2 separate regions of the Aedes albopictus genome follow, and region 1 is linked to region 2. Evidence: chromatin contacts called from public Hi-C data. All regions are on one chromosome and are shown on one strand. The core of a region is the stretch at or near the end of the contact, and the rest is flanking DNA. Distances in the headings are between cores, read along the strand shown.

Region 1 (4,775 bases), core at 907-3,406, 160 kb before region 2:
AAGGCACATAGGATATTGTGACGCATCCAAACTTTTGGATGTTATTTCGCAAAAAAAAATGCGACTTAGCGACCGGGACAGTATGGCCTCGGACGTTGTGATCCGGCCCCGAAAGAACCCTTGGAGGAATTCTTGAGAGAATCCTTAGAGAAATTTCTGATGGATTCATTGGAGGAGCTTTTAAGATTTCCTCAAACAAATCTTTGATGGATTCTCTGGAGAAATTTTGAAGAGGAAAACTTATATTGAATTCCTTAGAAAAATGTTTATGCTAGTATAGTTTTTTTTAACAAATCCATTGGGCATTGCTTTGTAAATCATTGGAGATAAGTATTCTTCGAATAAATTCAAGAGAAATTCCTAAAAATTCACGGAGGTATTGCTGAAGTAGTTCTTAGAAAATTACTCGGAAGTATGCTTAGAGGAGTTTCTGAATGTTTATCTGCAGAAGTTTCTGCAGATCTCATCGGAAAATTTTCTGCTAGAATCGTTAGAGGAATTCCTAAACGAGTTATTGAAGGAATTGCCGAGGGAATCTTTAGAGCCTTTCCTGTAGGCTTTCTGACGAAATCCTTGGAGAAATTACTGAAGACATCTTCAACCCCAATTTCTGGAGTAACTCTGGTTAGTAATATTCATCGCAGATCTAAAATTTTTTTCAAAAAAAAAAAAAGCAGTGAAAGCCAATTTTCATACAAAATAGTCCACTTTAACTGTCTGTTTCTTTGTTCTTCTATGACCAATTGCGCCAAAAAATTGACAGAGAACAAATATGGTAATTTGTGTTATATTGGGTTGCTCATTAATGTTTAGACTATTGTGATAATTTGAAAATCCAACGAATCATCATTCCCCAGCGACAATTCAAACTTTGTTTACCTATTGCACATCCGACACCCCTGTCATGAACACAAGCGGACATGTGTACCTTAGCCGCTGTGAAGTCGTGTGAGAAATTCGACTGCGATAATAATGAATTCGGAATGTCGCAATAGCAAAAATTAGATTTTTTCTGAGCACCTGCCCAATTTTTATATACTCTTTGACAGTGTTCTAAATAATAGCAGAATTTGTTTATTTTTTGCCATAAACTATTTTTATTTTTTTTTTCTTCATTCTAATTTGTAACCTCGACGGATGTTGTCCGAAAAGGTACGAATTTTTATTTTATTATTCATGGTGGAGCAGAAATTCAATTTGTTCACACTTCTATTATTTTGAACAATTACACAACTTTTTTACGAGTGCTTCGAAAAAATCTAAATTTAGCAATTTCAAAATTGACCATATATGTAGTTCACAGTCAAATTTTCAACTCAATCGATCAATGGAGAACAAATTTAAAGCATGTCAAATTTTCAAGGAAATCAGATACCTTCCGGGCCCAGTCGGATTGCTAGTTTAAAAAATCCCTTAAACTCAAAAGCTTCAATCATTTCGGAATGTCCAAGAATTATGACCCATACGGTAATTTGATCGATAGTAACGATCGATCATCAAGCACGAAAAAGAAAGAAGATTGAAGAAGAACAGCGAATCATCAACACAAAATACACCATTCGTGATCGCGATCTCGGTTGGCTGGCACCAATACTAACTGCAGGCATTCGAATGGTCGGGTCATAGCAACATAATGCCAAAGAAACCAACAAAAACTTCCCAACTACGGATCCGTTTCGAATTTATCGCCGATAACAAATTGCAATCGACGATAGATAGCCTATGACAAGCATAGTAATTTAAATTATGCAATGTTAATTGAACTGAACTGGACAGAGAGCTTCACACGTTACCTTGCTAATAAATGAGTAAACTTTGTTAAGTGAATATTCAGAATTTTAATATTATACCGACCTACCTACATGCTATTCTGTTTGGATCCGGGGTTCCCGGTATTATCCGAAACCAGTTTTCTCCAGCTGATTTGTCATTTATCATCTCACTGACTGGATGTGCGTTCCTGTTTTCTGATTGGCTGACCTTGTGGGGTGCTTCCAAGAATAGTGATGAAATTATAAAACCAACTGAATTATTATTTTTCAAATATAAAAATAAATAAAATCATGCATCAAGTATACCATACCCAAGCGGTATGTTACCTCGTTCTTGGACGAACCCCGTCAGAGCCGACAGCACTCAGCGATCGTATATTTCGGCTTAGGTTTTCGTCTCTCGCATCAGTATGCTATTGACTTTGTAAGAGTGTGGTTTGTAGATTGCTTGATCTTCCGATCGATCTGGTAGTGAGTTAAATTTGTTGATGTTTGTTTTTACGTTCTGGGATTAGGAGTTTCACCAGTTGTTTGTTTTGGCTCAACGGGGATTTTTTTAGTTTTGATTAAGCCGGTTCGTTGAAAGATTCTTTCTTTATACTCTTTTTTTTGTCAACTGCACCTGTGTTAGTGGTTTTAATTTAAATTAAGCTGTTTTTATTCATCTCTAACGGAATTATTGAAGGTCATACTCTTGAACATGATTAAGTAACCCATTTCGATTGCGGCTCATCTAGCAACAAAAGAGCACTGCAAAGCAAAGTTTTCCGCTCCAACAGAAACGTTTAACGCGTTGAACCGTTGAAGGACGCATGTCTGAGGATTTCCTTTCGTCTTGCAGAGCTTCAATGAAGGTGGCATTGGTAGTGGCTGCAATGGCCGTTGCAGTTGCAACGGCTCAGCAGTCGATCGACAAGGTATACTTTCCTGAAAATGAAACATCGATTCTGGACTTTGCCAACCGTGCAAGTTTCGACGAAGTGGTCACACCAGATCCACTAGGGGTAAGTTGCTATCCGGTCACCCCAGCGGTACCGGTTCTGAAGGACTTTTGTCAGTCGGGTTTATTCTATCATTTTATTTTTTTATATTCTCCGCCGGCAAAACAGCCAAATTCGCCAACCCTCTCTCCGATGACATTAATCACAGCTCAAGGAGAAAAATGTACCTGCGTGCCATATTTCATGTGCAAGCCCGAAGCCGAATTCGCGGATCAAAACAAGTTCAACGAGATTGACGTCAAGTGAGTATAGTGTTATAAAAAATGATTTCCTCCCTACAGGAAAAACGATGATGGAGAACAGCGAATACATCCTCCTTTTGCTCTACAGCATATTTTTTTACGAGATGTATTCTGGATTCCTTTGAATCTTTAAGCGATCTAACATGCATATAATAAAGCCGGCTATGTTTGCACGTTTATTCAAAGCATGTTGATTCAATTTCAATTCAAAGCGATTAATTTGGATGTTCAGAAGTTATTACGAGCTGCTTCGCCAGTTCTTTTTCGCATTACTTTGATGATCGGCAAATAATAAGGGTGAAGATTTTCTTCGTCATATGCGCTAATTCCCGTAACATCAAATGGAAAATAGTTAATCATTTCAGATATTCCAACTTCACTTTTCCAATCTAGTTTCATCTAAAGAGGATGGAAGCGAAGAGATGTGTGTCTCTGTATCACCAGAAATCGAATAATTACACTTCTCGTTTCAATTTCACTCCACTTTCGAATTGAATTTTTTTTCTCGTTTTGCGTACGACGAAGAAAACCGCACCAAAGCAGCAGCTAGCCGAGATTTTCTTTATCATCGTTTAATTTTCACATCGCCAATTAAAAACCGCTCCATAAAGAATGAACATATGTTTCATAAAAATGTGCAAAGTAACCCATAAATAATTGAAAACGTTCCTTATTTTATAAAAAATGTACACGTAAAAAATAAAATTGTCTTATTCAAAGTAAAATTAATACCCAAACCAATTAATAATACTGCTCCATAATAAAATTTAAATACTACATAGAAAAATGCAAATGCTCCATAAAAAATTCAAATGGTACCCATAGAAAATTGAATATTGCTCCATAGAATAATTAAATTGCACCATAAAAAATTGAAATTGTACCATAGAAAATAGATGAATGCTTCATAAATATTATCAAACTGCACCATATGAAATATGAATTGCACCATGAAAAATTGAAAATTCTCCATAGATAGCATATTGTCATAATTCAATTCGACAGGGCTGAATTTCTTTACATTGTAATACTTTAGTGGTGCAAATGTTTAAAGTTATTGAGAATTTTCATTTTTTATGGAACAAATTATATTTTATGTGGTGCAGTTTGATAATACTTATGGAGCATTTATCTATTTTCTATGGTGCAATTTGATTTTTCTATGGGACAATATTCAATTTTCTATGGGTAACATTTTTTTTTTTCCTGGAGCATTTTCCTTTTTCTATGGAGCAGTCAGCAGTAGTATTTTATTATGAAACATTTTTGCATTATTTATTGGTACAAAATTGCGCTTTTAACGAGAAAATTTTATGTATTGCCAGTACATTTTCTATAAAGTATGGAATATTTTCAGTTACAGGGCCCATATAGCCGAGGCGGTAAACGCACGGGTATTCAGCATGACCATGCTGAGGGTGACGGGTTCGATTCCCGGTCGGTCCAGGATCTTTTCGTAAAGGAAATTTCCTTGACTTCCTTGGGCATAGAGTATATTCGTGCCTGCCACACGATATACACATGCAAAATGGCCATTGGCAGAGGAAGCTCTCAGTTAATAACTGTGGAAGTGCTCATAGAACACTAAGCGGAGAAGCAGGCTTTGTCCCAGTGAGGACGTTACGCCAAGAAGAGAGAGAGAGAGTTTTCAGTTATTTTAATTCAAGTTTTAATCACACATTAAAGAACGCTTTTTGATTTTCTATGGAGCATTTGCAATTCGTTATGATTGCAATGACCTTTTGCCCTTACCGAACTGC
Region 2 (5,306 bases), core at 877-3,376:
TTGCTCTTCGTTCGTTTGAGTGAATGCTAGAGTGCTATCCATGTGACTGTTTTTACAATCCGCACAGAATGTTTGCACAAAATATATGTATATACATATATATAAACATATTAAAGACTCTTCGATGAAGAGTGACGCAAAATCGGAATTAAGAAACCTGCATGTAGCTATGTACCTAATGTATTTCTTACTAGGGCAGTTAAATTTGCAAGAAGCAAATGGCATTTTGCATCCCTGGTTGTGTGTAATTTTCCAAAGAGTTCGTTTGATATTTATTACCTCAACATGATTGAGACAATTCAGAAAAAAAAAATCCGCGTGAATTTTCCCAGTGGCCATGAATATTTGGTGCCCTGCTCGTAAATCTTCCAAGGAACCCCTGTGGCCCTTTAAACTTGATAAATCTTTAAATTTCGTAGTTTTTGAAAATCTACAACAATTTAGACGTAATCCAACGTCATACATCGTGTAAAATATACGAATTTTCATACTTTATCAATTAAGGCGCTACTTAAAATCATATGTACATTGGAAATTCATTAAACAACTCACCTTAATATCCATCGTCGCGTGTTTATCGATATCCTTGGCCAAATCCAATTAAAACAGCAATCTACTGGTAATCCATAAAAGTATTCCTATGTTATCACTGCATTTACACCCTCTTGCGGGGAAGCAATCAAAGGATCACTTAACTTCTTGTATAGGTAAATTGCGATCTTTATTCACTTATCTGCTTCTTGTACGTCGGCTCAAATTGCAACTTTTGATACGGTTTCTTCTTTTTTCGTGCAATTAATCGACGTATCCGTTTTTCACTTCACTTGCTTTCTTTTCCCTTTACTTCATAGAGAATACATATTAATGGAAAGTTCCGTATGTTACATTTTTTTACCTGGCGCGATTGTTTAACTATATTTTAATTAATAACCATACAATCACGACTGAAACAGATTCAAAGAGAGAAACACACACTCTAGTAAGATCCAAAAGCAAAAGCCATACGGAAGAAACAAACACCAACACACACTAGAATATGGAACCGCACTGTCAAAAGTTTACAGCACACCCACCCACCTTCTGTGAAATCTAACTTTATGCTGATGGACTGCTTAGATGGTGCACTCAGACGGCATCCAATATACAATGAGCGACATGTGCGTGCACTTTTTTTGCTGTTATTCTCATTCGTTTAATTGCTGAACAATCAGGTGACGCAAGTTCTCTGCTCTCACTACAGTAACATCAATTGCGGTTGGAGTTCAACTGGCTGTCAGTAAATAAGGGAGCACTGCATGAATCCTATTTGACTACACACTTTAACTTGACGATACAGGAATCCTCTCAAGTTGCGCTGCTGGCGAACGACGTTTTCGATCTAGTTTTAACAAATTATGTTTACCAATGACGCCATAAATTACGTCGCGAAAAACTATCTATTTGCAACTCTTCTCTCAATGTAACACTTCAATTTGCGGAATGCTTAATTTATGACCACCACATGCGTATGTTTTCCTGTATGATTAGTGTCAATATACCACAGTTTCAGTTTACTGACAACTAAACCAGTAGCCTTTCGCACTATGCGGAGAAAACCTGTACGCCAAGTTAAAAATTGCCTTTCGCTCTATCTCAGGGGTTCATTCATTTCTTTTCACGCCACCCCGCACAACATAAATACGCACAGCGCACCCGATCCGGCACTGATGAGGCTCCACAAGCTTAGCAAACTTCTTCTTTTTCTTCCCGCTGCCCCCAGAAAACACCCCTCTTGGCAATCACTCATTCCCACAACACTAGGCACCGATGCTCGCCAATGTTGGCGGATGATCCAAGTTTTCACCTCCCCCTTTGGATGGCGAGCGATGTTTTTCTCGTCGTCGCCGTCTTCACTTCACTCACCACCAACCACCCATCCGTCGCCACCGACGACGACGACGGCGACCGACGAAACGAAAGAGGAACACGCACCAGACAGAGAGGGAACTAATGCAAGCGGTTTTTTAATGCTATTTCACCCTTCCGCGCGCGTTCTAATGCACAACACTGAAGAAAAAATACGATTTACGCGATACCGAAACGATACGTCTTCACTGCACGACGGTCTCTCATAGACTGAATTGTGAATGTAGCGGAATGAGCGTAGCTGCTTGCTTGCCGTTGAACACAACTACAAATGAGGAAAAAGGAGCTTTGAGAGAGCGCCGTCGTCGTTGTCGTCAGCTAGCACAAGCTATCGAAAGCTTTCTTGTTGACACATTCGCCGCAACTTCAGCAGCATACATAAAGTCCATGGATGGACTTTGTAGGTAGCATCACTGTTTATGGTCATTGTAATGATAATGTGGGTACATTAGGAATGCTTTTGTAGAACGCTATGCAAAGATCTTTACCCTCGAACGATCGCGCTGTTGTATTTTGTATTTAGGAACAACACATTAAAAATCTCGCTTTTTGTACTCAGCATTTTTTAAAAAACCTAAATCCTAAATATAATGTGGATTCTATCTATCTGGTTTTTGTTCTGTACGCTATTTAATGCATTTGTTATTTTTTTTGCGTGACACCATAATCCTTAAAAAATACAGTTCAGGTTCTATACGAAACTGATTTAACACTGCTTATACCAACAGGATTTTTATAACGTAAAGTACCGACAGGACAAAAAAGTGGAACTATGTAAATTTGCATTGACGTATCTCTGGAGTTATTGAATCAACTTTCAGTATACACTATATTATAGGTATGTACGTGTAGTGAAATCCGATTGGAATTTCATGCAACTTCCGCTGGTAATAAGGCGAATTCATTAGTTCCACATATTTAACTTCTTTCGATTCCATTTTACTCCTGGTGATTGGTTGTACCATGTGTCTTTGTAGCAAGCACTTTGGAAATCTAGACAAGATAGCAACATCCTATCTTCGGCAAAATTATTCAGAACACGAAGCACTTCCTGGTTGTAGGATCCTAGCAATATATGCTTAAGGTGAATCGGGACGCTGTGTTATTTTTCCTATCTTCCCTCTCTTTCTAACAATTTGCCTCGCGATTTTGAAGATGGTAATCTCGATTTCTATCGCACAGATGAGGCTGAAAAACAATCAGCATATGCACTGCAAGTGAGCATACACAATGATAGATTTTTGTTCCATTATATGAAGTAGAATCTGAGATTACCATCTTAGAAGAAACAGAGCAACGGCGGATATTTCCTCGACCGTCCCGTCCGCCCTTAATATAATTTGACATTGATATTGAATAAACTATTGTTGTTATACCTTAAGCCGAGTAGATGGTTTTCTTTCTCAGTCCCTACACTGGTGATGTGTATATTTCATAATTCCGAATTAGAGGTTCCATTTCCCGACCAATTCGCTTGTCCCGGGATTCGGGATAAAATTTGTTGCTTGTCCCGGGAAATCCCGGGATCCCGGGAAATTATTCAATGTTCTTAGGAACGCAACTTTATGATTAGGAATATGTTTTATTCGTCAATAAAATAGTTTAAATGAAATAACCGGTCTTATCAATTTGAGTTCGTCCTCTGAAAATACGACTTGTCGGGGCCTGTGGCGCTGTGGCTACACGTTTGCTTCATAAGCGGATGGTCATGGGTTCGATCCCAGCCCCGGCACTTCGTCAGTTGCTCTTTCCCCCTAAGAGCAGCTGGCACCTGACCCTCTTCTGAGCTCTTATAGCTCAAACGGACCTGGATAATTGGATATCGGCAAACGGCAACCCATAATGGACGACTCCTAATCGGACTGGAAAAGGAGCAACAGCCACACATCATTTCATCATCGTGTGCTCATCATTCTACCAAGGACAGGGTAGAAAAGTGAAAGAGCACAAAGGCAAAACCAGTTCGATATAGTAGAATAAGAATATAATAGAATACATTTAGGCGCTGCAGAAAGTGTAAGTACAGCCGCCAATTGGAATCGCTAACGTAGTGCCCTAGTGGAAAAAAGAGCTGCAAAATAGGTTAAGTGGTTAAGAATAAAAAAATACGACTTCAAGAAGCAAATGCTGTCAATGGTTTAATCGGACTGTGAGGTTCGCTTTTTAGGACACATATTTCCGGAGTTTAAAAAATGCGCTCGCTATCGGTTGACATCGGATTAATTGATTTTAAGCGGCTGAAAATGATTTTTAGATTCGGGCTCAACTACTGTAACATACCATGTAGCTCAAGAAGTGACAGTTCTTTCGCAATTATTTTTGAACCATCAACCAATGCGGAACCAGTCGGGGACGGGTTGACATATTCCTCTATAGCCGATTCCAATTTTTCACGCATGCTCGATGGTGTCATGCATACAGGACAATCCAGCATTCATCTCGGCTCTTAATCGGTCTGTCTTTGGTAGTCTTACAACAATTGGCACTACGTTGACAACGGAAGACCTTGAAAGAACTTCAGTTCTATTATTATTTTCTTTTTCTTTCATGATTGCATCGAAGAGGTCATTTACAGCTTTGGAGATAATTTTCTAAAGCTTCGAATATAAGAAACTCTAGCTGCCTTCCGCAGACACATCTCGTCTTCCTAAAGCTTCCGAAGCGAATCTGATTGGCAGAAGAACTTCCTGTAGATTTTTTGCAACCTCGAAATCACTATCCAACATAAGACCTGAATGTCCTATTTCGAAAAGGGTTTCTTTGATACAATCAAAACAACGAATCACGTGCAGCATCGTTTCAGTCGAGTTTCAACGAATGTTGACGTCCACGTACAGTTGAAGTGGTTTATGTCAGAGAATTTGTTATAGAGATGCGCGAAGATTGAAACCAAAAGTTCCAATTGAACCATCAAACGTAGTCCCAATCGAGCAAATTCAAGGAAATAGAATAACATAAGAAACAAAGCGCAACATGAACGCACATGAAAGTGTGTTAATGCCAAGCATGACGTCACTTACTTGCTTGACATCTTATGCACAGATCAGACTAACACGCACGCAAAAATATAATTTTGTTCACCGCAAAAATTGATTGTTATTAGGAATGATGTAAATAAACATAACCAAAATCCTCATCGTGCTTCTCTATAACATATTCTCTGGTTTATGTACGATTTTCATGATTTTTTTTTCTTGAAGCAGTGCTCAAAAAAAATGTCACGACTCTTCGGATACGTTTAGCGAGTCTCCAAATCCAAATCAAAGCAAAAAATATGTAGGAAATGCGTGTCCCGGGATATCCCGGGTTGGAACCTCTATTCCGAATGTCACCGAAACGTAGTTCACGTTTCCGGTACGACTTTGGTGACATATAGCACCAAATTCGAGCAAGATAGGCAA

Evidence for each region. Hi-C and Micro-C count contacts between places; a contact is called where the count stands out from the background.
Region 1: a Hi-C map of whole body shows a contact between it and region 2, with 5 times the contacts expected there. The contact joins the promoter of LOC109403404 here to the promoter of LOC115257483 in region 2. A contact is called at or near these places in 2 of 3 Hi-C or Micro-C datasets (whole body and whole pupa).

Annotation. Positions count from the first base shown.
Region 1 is chr3:268,696,412-268,701,186 of AalbF5, reverse strand. It overlaps LOC109403404 (phenoloxidase-activating factor 2), which reads left to right and starts at 2,156. Exons shown (of 5, transcript XM_019676229.3): 1 at 2,156-2,243; 2 at 2,614-2,776; 3 at 2,882-3,015. The coding sequence starts at 2,621.
Region 2 is chr3:268,540,487-268,545,792 of AalbF5, reverse strand. LOC115257483 (sericin-2-like) reads right to left here and starts at 2,126. Exons shown (of 3, transcript XM_062860726.1): 1 at 1,903-2,126; 2 at 553-843. The coding sequence starts at 564.